2 separate regions of the Rattus norvegicus genome follow, and region 1 is linked to region 2. Evidence: chromatin contacts called from public HiChIP or PLAC-seq data. All regions are on one chromosome and are shown on one strand. Each heading gives the region's core, a stretch centred on a gene start, on an enhancer-like site or on the middle of the called end of the contact. The rest is flanking DNA. Distances are from core to core; before and after follow the strand shown.

Region 1 (3,969 bases), core at 21-2,520, 130 kb before region 2:
TTGGAGTTCAATGGTATACATTTAGTTAGAACTCGGCTTCTGGGGATAACATGTATCTGGGTATTTTTGTCAGTTCCCACCTGTACGCTAGTCTACAGCTACTGTCTATTTCTTTGTTTATAATCTGTATTTGTTTATCAACGTATCAATAGACATCTCATTGTCTTTTGAAATACTTCCCTCAATGGAATAGGAAGGGTGGCGTATTCTCTCTGTAACTTCCACACAACCTGCCTTTCTCCTCAGAAACACACATTTGAGCAGAGTTTCTGCTTACTTGTGAGCTGGTGGGTGCATAACTGAAGAATCATCTGTCTTCATTTCCACGTGCCACAATATCAAGGCGCCAGAATGTCTTACCAAGTGTATCAGCCTTAAAGCTTGCTATGGATTTGATGGACGCTGAACATCATTAGTGCACAACGTATGTGACCAGTGTCACCTGTGCATGTGATGAACACTGTGCCCCCAGGGTCTCACTCTCTCTGCCGTCTCACAAATCTGCTCCCCTGACAACTACACATGGGATGCAAACATAGGAAACCAGAGAGAGAAAACGAGAGAGGGAGAGAGGAAGAGAGGGAGAGAGAGAGATTTGTGTCAATGGCCATGAGAACAGACATTCTGTTCCAATCTTCGTATTTATACGAGTGGAGAGATGTGTTGTTGCTGTGTTGTTTCTATACCAAATCTAAGGTTTATTTTGTGAGTTGACAATTTTACGTTTAAGAGGGATGTGGCTGTGGATTCCAAAGTCATCTCAGTGATATTTCTGCATGCTGAAGGATAGATTGGTCATCAGTGGCAGACTGCATTAGATATTTCGTTCTTTGCTATTTTTTTTCTTTCTTTTCTCTTCCTTTTCTTTTTTAATCAAGGCTGAACAGGAAGCAGTGCTGGCAGCCATCACACTGGGTGGAATTCAGGAGGAGGTATGCTAGGGGCCAGAACAAAGGTCCCTTTGGTCTTTTATTTTAAAGAGCCACACACTCACTAGCTTCCTGTCTGACAGAACTGGGGAGCCCGGCGAAAATTTGTTCAGGGTTTTCAGTAGTGCATTTCTTAGTGGTAGAGGCTGGGATCAGTCCCGTTTTATTCTTTGAAACAATTCTTACAGTCTTGAGAGTTAGGGATTGCTGTTTTGGATAGAGTGAGGGAGTTTTACTTTGGAAAAAAAATAAATTAGTAATGGAGTTGAGGGAAGGAAAAGATAGAACAGCTTTCCTCGCTTCCGGTTTGGATCTTGCTGGTGGCTCTGCCGCTTTGCCTGCAGCAATGGGTTTTGCCAGAACTCCGGGAAAAACAAAAGCTAAAATGGCAACATCTCCCAGGAAAATCTGTAAGATTGTAGCAAGGCTGGGCGGCAGGGGCTGTGAGTTGGAGAGCAGATGCCTTCGGTCTGAGTTGCCGTCCTTACAGTCTGTTTGCTTTCTTGCTTTGAAATATTTTTTGTTTCTACCTCCTTGGTTTACAGAGAGCCGAGGCGGCTCGTTCTTGTTGTTGTTTTGAAATGTAAGTTTGCCAACAAGTGAGACAGAAAATAACTGCTGTGACAGACATGTCCCCTAAGACCTTTGCTTCTAAAGGAAACGCCTCTGCTTCTTGTCTAAAAACAGAGGACCCAACACTAGAATACTAATTGTTGTTTCAGTCTGTGGCACGATATGAAAATGTAAAATTTTGTCTTTGGACTACTAGTTTTTTAAGGTCATATCAACTTGGAGGTCTCAGGGAAATAGTCCTTCTGCTTCCATAATTTGCCTGTTTTGGTTTTTTTTTTTTTAATTCCTAGGGTAGGCATTGTGCAAGGGTTGAACGGCTGCTTTGAATTCTCCTTATGAACGGAAATTTGAGGTTTCTAAAATGCCCCTATTTAATCACGCTCAGCCCCCTCTGATTGACGCTCCTCTCCTGCTGATTATTTTATACTTCTTTATTAGGTTCCTCTGGCAGGCCAGAGTCCATTTTAACTTAAGTTTGCTTTGAAAGAATGTAGGAAGTAGGAGGATTGGATATCGGAACTGTTTCTGACTGCAAATGAAATCACTGTTGGAGATAATTGGGATTGCAACATAGTAACTATTTTGTGCATCACACGCCCAGTCCACCCAAGAATAGGACCTGCGGGCCCCACGTCTGCCCCTAGCCTTGATCAGCGTCTTTTATAAACAGTGCCCCTTTTGAAGAGGACACGGGGGGGGGGGGGGGGGGGGGGGGGGCTAGGGATTTAGCTCAGTGGTAGAGCGCTTACCTAGGAAGCGCAAGGCCCTGGGTTCGGTCCCCAGCTCCGAAAAAAAGAACCAAAAAAAAAAAAAAAAAAAAAAAGAAGAGGACACGGTCACTCTCAATAGTGTTGAGTTCATATTTGATGCCTTAAATGCCCTGCCCTTCGAGGCCTGAGATATGGAAGAGTCCTTGCTTAGCTTCCATTGGGCCCTGTGCTCCATGCGCCTCAAAACATAAAGCTCCCTCCCCGGGTACAGGCCCAGAACTCAGGAGTAGAAACAGGAGGGTCTGAAGTTCAAAGCCATCCTTAGCTATACATTGATGTGAGGTCAGCCTGGGATATATGAAAGCCAGCTTCAAAAAGCAAAAAGATAAAAAAATCACATTAAACTATACATTTAACTGTGGAAAAGTCGGCAGTAGGTATGATTCTTCAGAAGTGTTTCCTAGCTTACTTGTTCTCCAGGACTTACTTTGGAGCAGGCCTGTTTCACGGAAAGATGCCCCACAGCTGACCAGTACTGTTCCTGCTCTCCTCTCTCTGTTCCTCCTGAGATAGGGAGAAACAGTCATGGGAGATGCTGTTTCTTCTTCTTACCCCCGCCCCCGCTACCCTGAGATGCTATTTCTAATGCAGTCTGCCTGACCTGTGCTCGGTGTAGACCTGGGCCAGAAGGGAGAGTGAGAGAGCTAGGGGGGAAACACCACCACCACCACCACCACCACCACCACCACCACCACCACCACCACCACCACCACCACCACCACCATCATCATCACATCATCATCACCCATGTGGGAAAGTGAATCTTCAGAACCAGCCGGCTGTTTCTATAGAGAACTGAGTTTACGTACCGGAACACTGTAAGTTCCACAAGACACAAGAAAGTTTATTGCTCGAATGAAAAAGTACATTGAGGGATGTTTCTGAGACACAAACTTCTGAAAATTAGGAAATTATATTGCAGCTAAACTAAAACTAAATGACAAGTCATTAAAAACATTTATTTCTACTGATGTCTTTATATTGACAAATTTCTATTTATTATCTTAATATTACATATGCTTGTGTATTATTGTAGGTGTGGTATGTATGTATGTATCTATGTATGTATCTATGTATGTATCTATGTATCTATCTCTTTCTCTGTCTCTCCCTCTGTCTCTCTGTCTCTGTCTGTCTGTCTGTCTGTCAGTCTCTCTCTCTCTCTCTCTCTCGCTCTCGCTCTCGCTCTCGCTCTTGCTCTCTCCAGGATTTATGAATGTGAAACAGGGACTCTACCAATGAGCTGAGCTAACAGACAAATGAATAGATTAATTATTTGACTCAGCAAAGATGCTCAAATTATTTCAGATGAGCAAACGTGCCACGGTGAGCTTCTGTTAGTGGAAAGGACCAGTGTAGCTGGTGCTGACACCTGACACCTGGTCCCGCTGCCTCAGAGTCTACTAACCATGCCCATATGAATTTCTGGGCTCACCTTTGTCCAAACCCCAGCAGCTTGACCATTTTAGAGCCCATCTAATGTCTTCTGGCTGTCTTACTCATTCCTGAGTAGTGTAAGCGTCCGATCCAGATTTGCTATTTTTATTTTATTGATTTTTTGCTAGGCGTATTTTCTGTAAAATACAGCCTCTGTCTTCCAGACAGGGTGTGAAGGTGTGCCATAGGGCGGTAAAATGCGTGCCGTTACTCATGGGGGTCTAGGGTCTTAGGGAAGACTTCCACATCTGCCCTTGGTT
Region 2 (4,234 bases), core at 119-2,618:
TTCTCCATGTATTTTGTGTATAATTATTGGGATTTAATAGCCTTATCATGTAATCTTAACTCGGGGGCTCTAATGACTCCCAGTTAGGTTTTATCTCAGAGTGGTTTTGTCTCATTTTCAGTTCTCTTTGAATTTGGGATTATTCTTCCTCTTTGTATGAAGAATCCCAGTGGGATTTTTACTTTTTTTTTTTTTTTTGGTTCTTTTTTTCGGAGCTGGGGACCGAACCCAGGGCCTTGAGCTTCCTAGGTAAGTGCTCTACCACTGAGCTAAATCCCCAGCCCCAGTGGGATTTTTATTAGATCCCAACAAGTCCATACATTCTCTCAGTATCTTGGACCCCACCATAACAGCATTCATCGTCCTTTATATGAGCATGGACGGACTCTCCACTCACTGTGCCTTCTCGAGTATTTTATGATTCTCAGGGAAAAACTTCAGAATCCACGTTGACCATTTTAAAGATGAGTAACCTCAGGTGAAGATTAGATTATCTCCCAATGACCTGCCCATGTGAGCAGGGGTTACGATTCAAACGTAAAGACCAGGATCTCGAAACTCGCCAACTCTGTTCCAGCAGTCTGATAGCCCTTCATGTCTCCGTGTCTGTCAGTCTGGTTATCAGCTCAGAGCCACTCATCCCATGATGTCAGCTGTGTGGATATCTAGGAATACTTCTTGGAATTCCATTTCGGAAGTTTAGCTCCATCTCACCAGTCTGTCTAAAGACAGACGGGCATTGAGATACACTGGGAACACTGAGATCCCCCGAATGTTGAGTGAGATGCTTTCTGCTCACTTTGGCAGAGGAGGAGGACAAGCTTCTGGGTGAGTCAATAGGAATGCCTCAGGTTTGGGTACCTCTGTGAGTAGCCAAGTTGCAGGACTGTCACATTCTTGGTATACCGAGGTGATTCAAACAGCCGATTAGTGGAAGCAGTGTTTTGGAAAACTGTCGACAGTTAGCTACTGTTCTTTCAAGCTCCATTTTGTAGCTCTGACAGAAACTTGGTTTAACTTGCAGAGGGAGAGCGAGAGACAAAGAGAGGTGTCGGCGTGAAGTGCCCAGTGGAGAGGCAGAGCCCCTCATTTAAGCGTCGAGTGCGACACTGTATTAACCTTTTTGATGGACGTATGTGATACGGTGACATGTAAATGGAACTCGGGGGTAGATATGACACCGCACCTGGCTGGGGATGAAACAGTTGCCTGAATACTGGGCTATTATAGCAGTTTGCAAACCTTGAGTAAACTCAGTCAGCGGTTGTGTAATTGGTTATTCAATCCCGACCCTTGTTCACAGCTCAAAGCCAGGAACACTGAGACCTGTTGCCAATTTGACTGAATATAGGTGACTGTACTCGGCCGGGGCCTAATACTGGAGCCAGGCCTTTTCCTGTGGGCCGGTTTCCACCATGTCTGAGGCTGGCTCTGTGACAGTAGGTCTTTTGTTGTGCGAGCCTGGCTGCTGCTCTCCTCCTCTGCAAAAATGTCTAACAGCTACACAAATAAAGAAAATAGGAACAGGGAGGCAGTGTAGCAGATCTGTGGGTAAGCCGATGCAGAGTTCTTAGCTTTCTCTCCATCTTTCCTTATGTGGAGGTAGGGGAGTCAGTGGGGAGAGTTAAGTAAACATACGGAGCGATATAGAATCTGCCTCTAGATAACAAGCGAACCTCCGTCGTGCCCCGTGGAACATGATACATATGGAGACGTTGCATATCTAAGTGCATTCATGAACACGGATTTCTGGAGACGGTGTGCTTGCGTTTCCTCTCAACTCCTGTGAAAATCCGTGACCTAAGAGGGCGGGTTTTGCCAAGCACTCTATTATGCCTGAAAGATATAGTGTGTTTACAAACCTGTTATGTGTTTAACTTTGTGAAGCAAGCACCCCTCCACTCTGGCTAAACACACTGGAGTCCAGCCAGGAGACTAGCCACTCACTGACTTGGATCTAGTAAAACTCAGAGGAAACTTAGCTAAGCCTCAGATTCCAATGTCTGTTCTGAAGAATGCTCAGTCTTCTCAGAAAGAGGGCTTCATAAGGAAATGTCTGACAGACGTGCCATATTTGCCAGTTAGGTGATGGTCTGAGAAACCTGAGTCCGATCCCTGTCCAATGAGGCTCTTATGTGATGTTGTTTCTGCATGCAGCCTGCGACATGTCACCAAGGGTGTGAATCAGAAAACAAAGCAAAAAGCACAATAGTAAAGAAACACATGCAAAAATATTCTGAAATAGAGAATTTAGCAGGGATTTTGAGTGTATGTACATCGTGTGTGTGTGTGTGTGTGTGTGTGTGTGTGTGTGTGTGTGTGTATCTTGATACCTCTCCCTGGTTCTACCTCTCACATCTAGAATATATAAACACACATGCTCTTCCCCCACCTCTCATGCACACACACACACACACACACACACACACACACACACACACACACACACAGAGAGAGACAGAGAGACAGAGACAGAGAGATAGAGAGAGAGACAGAGACAGAGAGAGAGACAGAGACAGACAGAGAGACAGACAGAGACAGACAGGGAGAGACAGACAGAGAGAGAGAGAGAGAGAGAGAGAGAGAGAGAGAGAGAGAGGCGAGAATTTAACACCACAGGGTCACAGTTCATTCAGGACTGTCAGAGTCTTCTCCTTTGAGTGACCATTGCACTTTGAGGTTCAGTAGCAGCCTGGATCCCTCCATGTTTTGTTTTAGGTAACTGATTAGCCTCCTGTTGGGAGCTGCTGAGAACTTCTAATAATTTTGACCCAATGTGAGTCAGACCAACTTGGAGGGTTAGGAGATAGTGCTCTGTGGGGAGGAAAGAGATAGGACAAGGGAATGGGTAGGGAGTGGATTTGATGCCAAGCGAGGCATCCTGACATAAAAGAAGGAAGCAAATGGGTGTTATAGAAAATTAACCATTGAAAGGGGGCCTGGCTATTGTTCAGCAAACGTTAAGTACAGAGGGGGCAGTTAGCTGGAAATGTGTGAGAGGAAGAACTACAGACAATTCACAAGGAGGCTTTAATGGGAAAAATAGACCCAGCTATCTCGTTATAAGAACTTCCCTGGGAGCCACATGCTATGAGCATTATTACAAAAGTGGTATTATAAAAAATTGATTATAATCAAGCTTAATGTATATAGGTTTAGTGAAAGCATTACGTAGTGGTACTGAGTGTCCTGGTATAATAGGAACCCCTTAGCATTGGTGTGCTCCTAAGTGTCATGTCTTACTGCACTGACATTCAGAACTCTTTACTTCCTGGCGGGAAAATAGAACACGTATCCATGAGGAGATCACAGAGTTAGCCAGGCATCAGCCCCGGGAACCTTGGAAAGTACACTTTCATGTGTCTCTAACTACCATAGTCTCTCGTGTACTTTTCCTGTTTATTTTGTAATACAGTATCATATGTGGTAAACAGATGTCCCCTTTAGGCCACCGTCCGTAATGTAGGAAATTGTAGTTGTCCCACTGGAGACCTGGACCTGTTGGTGAGGAATGGCCACGCTAGGTGCCTTGTTAGTGTAACGTAGGTAAGAGACTGAAAGGATTCAGGGACAGCCCAGAAACACCTCTGGAAGCAACAAAGTGGGGAATACATTTTTTCCTCCTTATTTTCATCCCCTCCTTGCTGTGGTTATTAATGGCTGTGTGGTCCACGCCCTGTGTGTTACAGGAACAGCAGAGAGGAGAAAACCCCAACAATAACAAGATTTTCAATTAAGCTCAGATACGCGTCCTTTTGAATGTGCCGGATTCGTGTCTGCTGTGGCTTGCGCTGCCACGGGCTCTTTTTATTTCTGGAGTTGGCTCTGTGGATGTTGTGGAAGAAGCTAAGTTATTTACAGGAAAAATAAAAGAGAGAGAACTATCTCAAGGTCTGAATCTAGAATCATAGACTATTATACTTCTCCAACGTTGACTGAATGGTTGGAACATTCCTTAGATTATGAAATGCTTGCTTTAATGAAAATATACCTTCTCTGTTAAGGAACGCAGTTCCAACAGAACCCAACACTTCTGTTTTGCTGCGCTCTAGCCTTCTCTAGAAACGCTTCTATCCTTAACTGTGGAAATACGTACTTTAACTTATATTTTGGGTCTGATCGTGTCACGTAACACAGATCATTCTTAGTTATGACAAGGCTGTAACGATGACCTACATATTTATTGCATCAAGTGCCTCACATTGAAATGGTCACCTTGTGCAATTTACGTTTT

Evidence for each region. HiChIP or PLAC-seq counts read pairs in DNA pulled down with a chosen protein or histone mark.
Region 1: a contact with region 2 is called in an H3K27ac HiChIP or PLAC-seq map of oligodendrocytes, with 4 times the contacts expected there. The contact joins two enhancer-like sites. A contact is called at or near these places in 2 of 12 Hi-C or Micro-C datasets (Schwann cells and mammary epithelial cells) and 1 of 1 datasets of contacts at active chromatin or transcription factors (oligodendrocytes).

Annotation. Positions count from the first base shown.
Region 1 is chr4:178,859,937-178,863,905 of GRCr8, reverse strand. The region is part of intron 1 of Sox5 (SRY-box transcription factor 5); the gene reads left to right. Among named protein-coding and RNA genes, the nearest start is that of Sox5, 29 kb to the left of the region's middle. Within about 2 kb of position 1,270, at least 34 of the 93 cell types and tissues checked have an H3K27ac peak or open chromatin away from gene starts, as enhancers often do. A contact at or near this core is called in Schwann cells, where this site is marked.
Region 2 is chr4:178,733,090-178,737,323 of GRCr8, reverse strand. All of the region lies in intron 3 of Sox5 (SRY-box transcription factor 5), which reads left to right. Among named protein-coding and RNA genes, the nearest start is that of Sox5, 160 kb to the left of the region's middle. Within about 2 kb of position 1,368, at least 50 of the 93 cell types and tissues checked have an H3K27ac peak or open chromatin away from gene starts, as enhancers often do. A contact at or near this core is called in Schwann cells, where this site is marked.